Linked DNA regions of Muntiacus reevesi: region 2 is linked to region 1. A link is a contact called in public Hi-C data. All regions are on one chromosome and are shown on one strand. The core of a region is the stretch at or near the end of the contact, and the rest is flanking DNA. Distances in the headings are between cores, read along the strand shown. Region 1 holds the start of RALGAPB (Ral GTPase activating protein non-catalytic subunit beta). Region 2 holds the start of ACTR5 (actin related protein 5).

Region 1 (6,065 bases), core at 1,328-3,827:
TGAATTACCAGCCTGCCTTCCTTTATAATTTGTAAATATGCTGGACAATAGCAGTTCAGGCATTCTGTAATAAATATATACTGTCAATTCTTCTGACATCAAGGTTTCAATCTTTGTTAAGTATTTCTTAAATTCTCCCTCCCAGTAATAGGATGAGCTACCAGCAGCACTTCCATTTATTAGTATTTACCAAGTGCCAACAAGGTAGTAACATTTGAAAGTGTTAAGTTGCTCAGTGGCACCCAATTCTTTGTGAGTCCATGGGGTGTAGCCTGCCAGACTCTTCTATCATGGGATTTACCAGGCAAGAAAACTGGAGTGGGTAGCCATTCCCTTCTCCAGGGGATCTTCTCGACCCAGGGATCGAACCAGGGTCTCCTGCATTGCAGGCAGACTCTTTACCCTCTGAGCCACCAGGAAAGCCCAATTACACTGAGTGGATGATAATTAAACACTTACTTTGGACAGCATAGTGTTCAGCAGGGAACACAGACAAAGGTCTAAGAGCAATAAAAAGGTTTCCACTACAGAACTGATTGTATCTGCTTGTGATAAAACTAGATATTAAACATCAATCAATGTTGACTGCACATAGTCCTTTCGAGTGTGTCCCTAAGTGCTAAGTGTGCAACTTAGTGCAATTTGAGTGCTAAGAATGCAATGTGTTTATTCAACTTGGGGAAATTAATTAACCTAACTACAGTATTTTCAAGCAAAAAAAGAGCAAAACTCTGTAGACTAAGAACTGCCAAACACCTTTTGCAGATACAAAAATAGAGAAAGATCTGTTTGCCGCATGCAATATGTGGCATAAGAGGGACTCAGACATTCCATTCAGTAAAACCTTTGTTGAGTCTGAGTCTGTATGTCAGAGCACTGGGAGGAATCCAGAGATGAGAAGAGATGGTTCAAGTCGCTCACAATCTTAGCAGAAGAAAGAGAAATATGGCATAGAAAGATCATTGGTAAATTTCATTAGGATCATGCTAAGGAGCAGATAGGAAAGACCCAAGGTTGTTAGGAGTGAGGGGTTGGGGGGGGAAAGGTCACAGATAGAGGCATCCTGAAGGTTAAAAACGCTGGGAGCTATGCAGCCAAAGATAGGAAGAAAAGGCTCCGTGCACGTGTGTAAGAAAGAGCAGAAGTGTGTGTGTTTGGGTGGCGCAGGGAGAAACCAAAAAGGACAGTCTAGGCAAAGAACAACATATGCAAACAAGACCCTGAGATCAGAGACACTATATCCGTGAGTACTGTGTATCTAGGAAAATTGAAAGGTAACAGTTTCGCAGATGTACACACTTTAAAAGGTCCAGCTGACTAGGAAATCCTGCACAGAAACTTACTTCCCACCCCCAGTAGGCTTTCACAAGGTGCAATGAGCCTAATGAAAAGATTATCTGCGGGTGGAACCAGAGTTTAAAAAAAAAAGTCCCAGAAGATTCTCCTACAGTTAAACTGGAGAAACACTGAAGCGGTTTCTTGAGATGCAAAATTATCTAGCAGTTCCCAAAACTTTGCTGCACACTGAATTCATGGAGGGGGGGGGCGCGGATCTTTAAGAAATACTGCTGTCTGGCGTCGTCCCCACCCCCCGCCCCACAGCTCCCCTCCCAGACACGCTGATTTAATTGGCCTGGCTCTGTTACCTGTGCCATCAGAAATCTTTAAAAGCTGTTCCAGGTCATTTTTACGTGCAGCGAAGTTGGAGAGCCACTGACCTAATAGTTAAGAACTTAGATCTGGCCTCAAATTTACCAGCTCTGTGACCTTGGGCATAGACGTCACCTAACCATTACGGGCCTCAGTTGCCTCATCAGGAAGATGGGGATAATCATCCTCCCTTACCGGGTCGTTGTTAACTTGGATGGGGTGAACGTAATGGCCTGGCACAACGCCCGGCGTATAGTAAGCGCTAAAGAAGGGCTAGTTGTTCATCTTCATTATTAACTCTTCCTCCTCGAGAGTCACCATGCAATGGGCAGCATCGTCCCCACAGGGCGGCAGCCACTCGACCAACCTTGCTGCTGGACCAGATTCTTCGCCGGAGTTGTCTAGCTCCGCTCCAGACCCGCCCCCTCCCCCAGGCTGCCAGCAAAGAGCCTCTCCCGGCCAGGGCAGCTCTCAAGAGCCACCCCGGGTTTGAGCAGACCCGACAGAGGCCACCGACTCCTGGGCCAAGCTCCCCCGGACCCCGTGGGTCCCCCCCAAAAAAATGAGATGCGCTTCCGAAGGCCGGGCCCTTAAGAGCTTCCGGGGCCGAGAAACAAGGCTTAGACATCCCTGGACCAGCCTGAGGGGAGAAGAGGGGAGGGTCTGGCCGAGACCTGGAGGCCCGCCCGCTTACCTGAGGCGACGGGCGGGGCCCGCATCGCTGGGGTGGGCGCCGCCGCCGGCCGCACTCGGCCTTCCGCCTCACGCCACCCGCGCCATAGGACCGGCGCTTTCGCTGCCCTGGCCGGCTGTCCTCAGGCGGTCGTTCTGTCCACTCGTCAGCGACTCTCCCACGGCGCCCGGGGACGACGAAGGCCAGTCGGGCCGGCCGGCTGGGATCTGCTCAGCCAACTTCCGACTGCCAGGGGCGGCAGCGTCAAATAACTCCCCGAGCCGACTGGGCCACTGCGCGTGCGCAGCGCGCCTGATCAGAGACTTGTGCGGGGCCCAGACGGCGGCGTCAAATAATTCCCAAGACACGGAGCCGGAAGCTGCGCGTGCGCAGCTATCCCAGATCGCCGCGCGCGGGACATAGTCCCTCCTCCTTTTCCGGATCAAGAAGAACAGGAGTGGAGTGACGGATACTCCTACCTCATCGCAATACGGGCGTGGAGGCGGTCCACCTGCGTCTGTACGAATCAGTCGGAACTCTGCCTGTTTTTGATGCGAACGAAGTAAGGTCTTCTCTGCAAGTTTCTAGCTCCTACTCAGGTTCCAGGAGTTTCTCACGTCCCACTGTTAAAGCACCCTTCTTTTGAAATGTGGCCTTTACCGCTCCCCCCGCCCCTTATAGCATTATGAGCAATGCACAATTCCAGGCCAAATGTGAGTTACCAAGATGAATCAGACATCAACTTCAGAGCCTGTCATTAAGGAGCTGAGTCTGATAAAGGCAATAAGACATTATTACTAGTAGTAATAATAGCAAGAGATACCAATTTGAGCACCTACAATGCACCACACGTTTCGTAAACGGTACTACTTCCAATCGTTTGGTTTCAGCTTCAATGAAGAAAATGATAAATGCCATTAGAGAGATACAGCTCAAGTGCCTTGAGGGTGTAGAAGAGGAAACTTGGGCTGAAAGAGAAGAGGAGGAAGAACCTGGCCTTGAGATTGTCCTTGATATTCAGAGAGGTGGGGATCAGGGTAATAGCGCTGCAGTCACTATCTGCAAAGAGCAGAATGGAGCATAGAAGATGCTGACTCCTCCTCCTTACCCTCAGAAGAGACCATGGAGCAAAGAAGTGGAATCCTCATGGAAAGAAAAAAGAGTGTGTAAGATTTTGTACACACACGAAAGTAGCTAGAGGAGAGCTATATCTAGGTCACTTTGTGAATCATAGCTATACATTTCAATTAAACACCGCGTGGCAAATGTTATGAGAGGCTCTCAATATTTATTCCAACCACTTAAACTTGCTTTTCTAAACTACAGAGGCTGGAAAGCAAAGCACAAACTTCCCAACTTCCTTTGCAGTTGGGAGTGGCAGTAAGACAAAGTTCTGGCCAATAAGATATAGGTAGAAGTCTCAAGGGAGAACTTCCTTTTCAGAATAAAAAGGAACTCTTTGGAGAAGTTTGTAAGCTTCACCCTTCCCCTAATTCATGCTTGGAACTGAGGCACAACACCTGGAGGTACAGCAGTCATCTTGGCACCATGAGGCAGCTTGTGCTAGGGAAGGTGAAACAGAAGGACAAAAGAAGCCTGGTTTAGGACATACTCAAGCAGCTGCACAAACCTTGGACTGCCTTCCTGTTTTATAGGGGAATGGGTGGGGGGTTGGGGGAAATTCTTATTTAGATCACAATTTTTTTTTAGTTATCAGTTACTTTCAACCAGACTCATTCCTAACATAATAAATATGGAACTCCTGTAATAGACAGGTAAGGGGCTAATAATAGAGGTGACAAATTAGAAGAGCGATAGATGAGAGAAACTGGAAAAATGACAGACATAGAGGACTGGGAACCTGTCAGAGCCTTTGGGGAGATAATGAAAATAATCTTGTCTCCTACCTGGTGACTTTAATTCATCCCTGCAAATTCTGCCTCTAAGTGAAAAGCTGATAAATGAAAAAAATTATATTTCCATTAATTTTGATGAGAAAAAATATGTTTAATTCCAACTCAAGACACGTAAATATTTTAAACAATATAGCAATGAAAAAATGCAAACAAAAATCATAAGCAATAAATAAATAATCTTAAATTAAGAATATGACTTCTACATAAAATGTAAGGTATAAGGACTAATATGACTTCTACATAAAATGTAAGGTATAAGAACTAATACACTGACCAAGAAGATAAGATTTAATATTAGGTGGGGGCAGGGGAGGTGGAGGAAAGATGCATGTGAGTCATTCTTTAAAGGTGATATTTCTGCACCTTTTTCATAATCAGTTTTTTAAAAAAAAACTTTGAGGGTTTCTGTTAAACCAACATAAAAATAAAATTATAGCACACACAAGGCACCTTGAGGGAAAATGAAGATTAAATATCAGAACACTTTGAAACTTGGGGAAAAGTATGCATACACAATAGACTGAAGAGAAGTGAAATGCTATATAGAAAAAAAATTTGGATTCTCCAAAACAGATTGGTTCTCCATCGTAAATCTAACTATAAAAGTAGAATAAAGTGGGGAATTATCTGAAACTGAAATGGAACAGTTACATCAACTTTTCTGGCAGACTTTTTTCCTAAATTGATGACACCAATATACATAGTCTATCCCCCAGTACTTCTTAAAATGTAACCAACATCTTCCCACTGAGAGATGGGATCCATACTCCCTCCCCTTGAGTCTGGTTGGCAGCTCTGACTGTTCTAGCCAATAGCGCAGAAGCAATACTCTGTGACTTCTGGGGCTAGGTCATAAAGAGGATAAGAGGATACACCTTCCACCTGGCTTACCCTCTTTTGCAATGCTCACCCTGAGAACCCAGTTACCATATTGGGAGGAAACTCAGACCACAAGAAGAGAGCGTATGGAGATGTTTCAGCTGACAACTTGAGAATGTTTCAACTGACAACATCAATGGCCAGACATGTGAATGAGGAAGCCTTCAGATGATTCCAGTCCCCAGGCTTCAAGCCAGCCCACCTAAAATCAAGCAGAACAAAGACAAGAGAACCTCAGCCCAAACAGCAGATTCTTGAGCAAAATAAATATTGTCATTGTCTTAAACCACTAAGTTTTAGGGTAAATTGAATGGAATCATAGTAACTGGGACAGTTTTCAAGAGCCATAATTGAGAAAAGTTGTTAACTGAACAGATGTATGAGAAGTATGTTGTCTGTGGCCAATTTCTTCTTTTTTCCTTTTCTTCTTTTTTTAGTTGAGCTGAACTTGCTTGGTGTAGATAATGGTTGAGAAGACCCACTTGTATTTCTCCTGAACCTAACACAATACTGGCACAGCGTTGGTGCTCAGTGAACATTTATTGGATAGATAGGTGAGTGGGTGGAAAATTCATTGGCTCAGCACTGAACCCACTTTTTTGCTGTACTGTTAAAGTCTTAATGAATATCCATTGGTAGTGGTAGTAACCATTATTAGACCTGGGCAAAAGGTCCCCAGGCTTCCCTGGTGGCTCAGCGGTAAAGAATCTGCCTGCAGTGCAAGAGCCATAGGAGACACGGGTTCGATCCCTGGGTTGGGAAGATCCCCTGGAGGAGGGCATGGCAATCCACTCCAGTATTTTTGCCTGGAGAATCCCCATGGACAGAGGAGTCTGGAGGTCTATAGTCCATAGGGTTGCAAAGAGTTGGACACAACTGACGCGACTTAGCACAGCGAGGGGTACCCTGCCCCAGACCCTGTGCTTCAAGCAGTACTTCAGTTTGGA
Region 2 (6,206 bases), core at 1,013-3,512, 180 kb before region 1:
CCATTTGAGCCACCAATGCTCATAGTAACTTTTTTTTTTTTTGCTCACAGTAACTTAAGTCAGTTCAGTTCAGTTCAGTCCAGTTATTCAGTCGTGTCCAACTCTTTGCAACACCATGAACTGTAGCACACCAGGCTTCCCTGTCCATCACCAACTCCCAGAGCTTGCTCAAACTCGTGTCCATCGAGTCAGTGATGCTATCCAATCATCTCATCATCTGTCATCCCCTTCTCCTCCTGCCTTCAATTTTTCCCAGCATCAGGTTCTTTTCCAATGAGTCAGTTCTTCGCAACGGATGGCCAAAGTATTGGAGTTTCAGCTTCAGTATCAGTCCTTCCAATGAATATTCAGGACTGATTTCCTTTAAGATTGACTGGTTTGATCTCCTTGCAGTCCAAGGGACTCTCAAGAGTCTTCCCCAACACCACAGTTCAAAAGCATCAATTCTTCATTGCTCGCGCTTTCTTTATAGTCCAACTCTCACATCCAAACATGACTAATGGAAAAACCATAGCTTTGACTAGATGGGCCTTTGTCGGCAAAGTAATGTCTCTGCTTTTTCACATGCTATCTAGGTTGGTCACAGCTTTTCTTCCAAGAAGCAAGCACCTTTTAATTTCATGGCTGCATAGTCAACTGAAGTTAAGCCCCATCCGAACTGTGAGCCAATCATCTTTAAAACAGCTCCAGAATCCAACTGCTTCTTATCACATTCGCCATTCCTTCCTCATCTAAGTTACCATCATCCCTCACCTTGGAACTGCAACAGCCTCCTACTGATTTCCCTATTTCTACCCTATGACTCAGGCCAGTTCATTTTCCATATAGCAGCTATAGTGATCCTTTTGAAACAAAAGTCACATCCCTCTTTTGTTCAACACCCTGCAATGGCTCACCATTCCACTCATAATAAAAGCCTACAAAGTGTGTGACCTCTCTGACTTCTACTTCTACTTACTGAAGTGAAGTTGCTCACTTGTGTAGAACTTTTTGCAACCCCATGGACTGTAGCCCACCAGGCTCCTCCATCCATGGAATTTTCCAGGCAAGAGTACTGGGGTGGGTTGCCATTTCCTTCTCCAGGGAATCTTCCTGACCTAAGGATCAAACCCGGGTCTCCCTCATTGCAGGCAGATGCTTTACTGTCTGAGCCACCAGGAAAGTACCTTATAAGTAAGATCTTTTGCTTACTACTCTCCCCTCACTCTGACTATCCTCAATCAGGATTAGGGCAAACTCTTGCCTCAGGGCCTTTTCACTGGCTGTTCTGTCTCTCAAGATTACTATTCATTCAGATATTCACAAGGCTTGCTCCCTCAATCCTTTACTTTAGTCCTTGCTCAAAACACCAACGTCACCCTGAGTCCTCTCCCTACCCATCTTACTGAAAAGCTGTAACCCTTTCCTCTCCATCATGCCGTAGAATCTACTGCTTAATCCTACTGTTTATTGTCTCTCTTATTCATACTAGAACGTCTCTCCATACTAGCTCCATAGGCACAGGGGATTTCGTGTTATGTTCCCAGACATATTTCAAACACGTAGAAAAGTCCCCATTGAGAGTAGGTGCTCAACACATATCTGTTAATAAATAAATGCACTAACAAACAAACCAAACAGATGCTCCAAGAGAAAGGGGCGTTATTTTGTTCACTGGCATACCCCAACCGCCTAGCACAAGACTTACTACATACGTTAGGCGTTTAATATTTGATTGAATGACTAAATGAATGACTAAATGACAACTGGAGCGACTATCATCTCTCGGAGAGCGGAGTGACATGGGACACGACCACATCCCTCTCCTCAATCCTAACCCCACCTCGCCCGTCACCTGTGAGGAGACACCCAGATGCTGGAAGCTGTAGTCAAGCAGCAACTCCTGAAGCTCCAGGTTCACCGGCACGTTGCGGTCGAAGGGCGATCGCAGCATCCAGCGCAGCGGCTCCAAGCTGCCCAGCGCGTTCCCCACCTGCGGGCCCGCCCCGCCCCGAGCCCCACCCCGCCCGCGGGCGCACACAGCGCGGAACTGCAGCCGGGGCTCGGGGCCCGGGTCCGGCCCGGGGCACGCCCAGCCTGCGCGGGCCTGGAAGGACCCATTGTCCAGCACCAGTGGCACCGGCAGTGACCCGTGTGCCACCGGGCCGGCCTCCAGCACCGGATCTGGCGCTGCGCGGGCATCGCGGAACGGAAACACGTTTGTGGCCAGGCTAGCTGCAGTGGCCGCCGCCATCTTGAAGCGCTGCTGGCTCCGCCCCTCGCCGCGGCGTCAATCCGTTACTGTGCGAGACTCCGCCCCCGACGCAGCGTCCGCCCGTGCGGCGCGAGACTCCGCCTTCGCACAGATTCGCGGTGCCTCCAAACCTTGCGTGTTCTTGCCTTTTAATCTCGGCCGACGTTTTCACCAAACTCACCCTGGGTAGCCCAGGCCGCCTACGGGGATCCCTAGGCCACGCCCACCCTGGCTGTGGTTTAACCTCGCTCTCAACATTCGACCTGACTACTCCCCTTCGCGCTAGCCGGGACTCGGGCCAGCAAACCCCGCACCGAATGCGTAAAGCCATCGGTCCCTACCGGTCCCTTAGCTCCCGAACTGAGCTGAGCTCCGCGGGGCCCGGCGTTTCCGCCTAGCCACGCCCTATTTGCCTTGTGTCACTTTCCCTCGCCGTTGACTCCTCCCCACGTGATAACTTTGCCTTTAGTCAAGGAAACAAACTCAGGATTTAGCAGTCAGCTTGATTTCTTGACCAAGGAGTTCGCTATTCAGGCGTGTTTATTTTGTGAAAATTCATCAGGCCGTTCACTTATGATTTGTGTACTTATGATTTGTGCACTTCTGTTGGAAACGTGGTGGCTCAGACGGTAAAGAATCTGCCTGCAATGCAGGAGACCGAGGTTTGATCCCTGGGTCGGGAAGATCCCCTGGGGAAGGAACTGGCAACCCACTCCAGTATTCTTGCCTGGAGAATCCCACGGACAGAGCAGCCTGGCGGGCCACAGTCCATGGGGTCGCAAAGAGCCATACGCAAATGAGCGACTCTTTCTTTTTCTTTTTGCACCATATTTTTTTTTTTTTTTTTTTGCACCGTATTTTATAATACAATGTAAAGTTTCCCAGGTGGCGCTAGTGGTAAAGAACCCACCTGCCAATGCAAGATACTTAAGAGGGTTTGGATCCCTGGTTTGGGAAGATCCCGGTGAAGGAGGACATGGCAACCCACTCCAGTATTTTTGCCTGAAAAATCCCATGGACAGAGGAGCCTGGCGCGCTACAGTCCATTGGGTCGCAAAGAGTCTGACACCACTGAAGTGACTTAGCACATAAAGTTTTAAAATAGACTTATTAACTTCCACAAGTCTATGGGACTTATACCTTCTCACAAACCTCAAACACTGCAAAAAAGACTGCTAAATGTTACTTAATATGTATAATTCTCTTTTGTGGTATGATTCCCCTACATGGTCCTCTAGCTTGTTGTGATCTTGTGACTCAGTTTTGGCCAATGGGGGGGGGGCGGGGGGGCAGGGAGGAATGGAGGTGATGTCATCTGCCCCCTCCTCAGTTTTAGCTGTAAAAGAACTGAGCTCACTCTCCCCTGCCCCATTTCCCCCTTTCCACCAGGCAAGATAACAAGAATTAGAGCGCCTGCTTTGACTGTACCCTCCCAGCTCTGGAGCACTTAATTTTGAGAGATAAAAGCAAGTTAATTACAAAAGGCCCAGTTCAGTCACTCAGTCGTGTCCGACTCTTTGCGACCTCATGGGCTGCAGCATGCCAGGCTTCCCTGTCCATCACCAACTGCCGGAGCCTACTCAAACTCAGGCCCATCATGTCAGTTTTGCCATCCAATCATCTCATCCTCTGTCGTCCCCTTCTCCTCCCACCTTCAGTTTTTCCCAGCATCAGGGTCTTTTCCAATGAATCGATTCTTTGCATGAGGTGACCAAAGCATTGGAGTTTCAGCTTCAGCATCAGTCCTTCCAATGAATATTCAGGACTGATTTTCTTTAGGATTGACTGGTTGGATCTCCTTGCAGTCCAAAAGGTGGTTCTGTAATAAACATCCTTATGGAGAGATGAGACCCCCAAACATTCTCAGGAACCTCTAGGAACACTTCTAAGCCAAACAGGGAGCCAGTCTAGCAGCAAATCAGATGAAAGGTGTTGTGTTTCAACATAAGTCATGATTTCACATCTGAAGGAATCCATTATTAAATGGAGAAAAGCGGGACAGAGCAGAATACAGAAGATATAAGTGAATGTAAATTCAAGTACTACACCTGTGTATACTAATATGGGAAAATCTCCAAGATACATTTTTAAAAGAAATAAGACAGTACAATTTATAGGAACTCCCTTTAAGAAAGGTGGGGGGGGGCATTGAAAATATATAGTGTTTTGCTTGTATTTTCATGTATTAATAGATAGACAAGAAACTAAGAGTTTGCCTGTAAAGAAAAAGACAAGGTGAATGGGTCAGGTGTGGGAGACTTTTTTCACCACATACTTTTTCACATACTTTTGATTTTTTTTTAATCTTGTGAAAGTATTACCATTCCGGGGGGGGGGGGGTGGTGGAGAGCACTATGTATAAGCAAGGTAGATTGAAATATTGCTCCCAGTTCTTCATGCCTCTATAATAGGATTATACATCCATACCATTTGCCATGTGACTCTGTTGGTCCTCTCTCACTGTAGACATTGATATTGAACTTGGCCGTGGGATTCTCTTTTAGCCTGTGGACTATTAGCCAAATGTGATCTGAGCAGAGGCTTTACGTGTGCCCTCTTACCATTAGTCATGAGAAGAACATGCCCTGAGTCTAAAGAGGATGGGAGAGGCACATGGAGCAGATCTAACACAAACTGCAGCCTGGAACCAATCCAGCCAACCTCCCTCCTAAAGTTGAGCTGTTCCCCTCTTCACTTCCTGACAGGTGTCCATGAAGCCCTATTGGCTCCCTTCTTTCCTCTGAAGCCCCTAGAGTGGGAAACATATGAGTTCCTGGGGTAGGGCTTGTCATTTAATAAAACACGTCCCTGATTAGCATCCTTCTATGTTTGGGAGGCAGGGGACCACCAAAAGCCCACTTTTGAAATATGGAGGACCTGAAAGTAAAACACTAGAGAAAAGCAGTCGTTATCCACTGGGAAGGGAGGTGAGAGGATCCGGAGTGGCAGGGAGGCAAGAAGCATTGAGAATGCTGAAGGTGGAGAACCTTGTGAGCGCCGGCAGCTTTGCACTCTCAGCGCTAGGGGGCGCGGCAGAGCGGGCTCGGGACTCGGTGGCGGCTTCCTCGCGAGCAGAAGCATCTTGGTGGTTCCCAAGCCACCCAGTCGGATGGCTGTCCGAAGCGCCCGGAGTCACGGTTCGTCGTAAGAACAGACAGGAACTGATGGGGGTAGGGGACGGAGGGGACGGGTCCTGGGGTGGATTCCCTCGCTCCTCAGTTCGACTCCCGAATGAACCTTGCCGGCCCTTTATGCCTCATTCGAATTCGGATTGCGAGCTCACAGCGGACCCCTGCAAAGAACTTAGCTCTCTTCAGCTTCCACCTATGCACTTTGCTGTTGGGGGTTGGGGGAGGCAGAGATGGGTCTCATCTTTTATTTCTCCCGTCGGCCTAAATGCAAGCCTTGGGGGTGGGTGTATTGCCCATGACGGGGCAGGGTTTCCCCTGGGGCGCCTAGGAACTTGGCTCTCCCGGCCTTTCCGGGTCCAGGAGGGGGTCGGAGCGGGGGATGATTTGCGGGGGGGGGGGGTTGGTGACCCGGGCTCCGGGGAGCTGAGCGCAAAGCCCAGAGCTAGGATGCAGTGCAGCGGATCCCGGCGGGACCGCGGAGGTAGCACCCGCTGTCCAGGGCGTGTTTAGTGTCTCATTTGTCCTTTGAAAGACGGGAAGGACGGAGCTGGTGCAGCGTGACGCTCCCACCTTCCCTTCCACTGCAGAAATCCGGGCTTTTTCTGAAGTCTATAGACCGAGCTCCGATTCAGAGAGCACCCAAGGGTGCGTGGACCCGCCGAGGAGCAGCGGAGGCTTCCCCGGCGGGGACAAGTTCCCCCGGCCTGGGAGACGTCAGAAGGTGTAGGAGGACGGGAAACTGAGAATCCTCTGGCCAGAGGATTCCAGCTCTCGACAAGAGTGACAAAGGGGCATCGGGCGGATGATAGCAGGCATCTCAAATGCCCCGTTTAAATCGTCAA

What was found. A called contact is a pair of places that touch in the nucleus more often than the background predicts.
Region 2: a Hi-C map of muscle shows a contact between it and region 1, with 5 times the contacts expected there. The contact joins the promoter of ACTR5 here to the promoter of RALGAPB in region 1. A contact is called at or near these places in 2 of 3 Hi-C or Micro-C datasets (blood and muscle).

The regions. Positions count from the first base shown.
Region 1 is chr2:65,605,688-65,611,752 of mMunRee1.1, reverse strand. It overlaps RALGAPB (Ral GTPase activating protein non-catalytic subunit beta), which reads right to left and starts at 2,577. Exons shown (of 30, transcript XM_065921992.1): 1 at 2,345-2,577.
Region 2 is chr2:65,788,171-65,794,376 of mMunRee1.1, reverse strand. ACTR5 (actin related protein 5) reads right to left here and starts at 2,262. Exons shown (of 10, transcript XM_065921998.1): 1 at 1,835-2,262. The coding sequence starts at 2,233.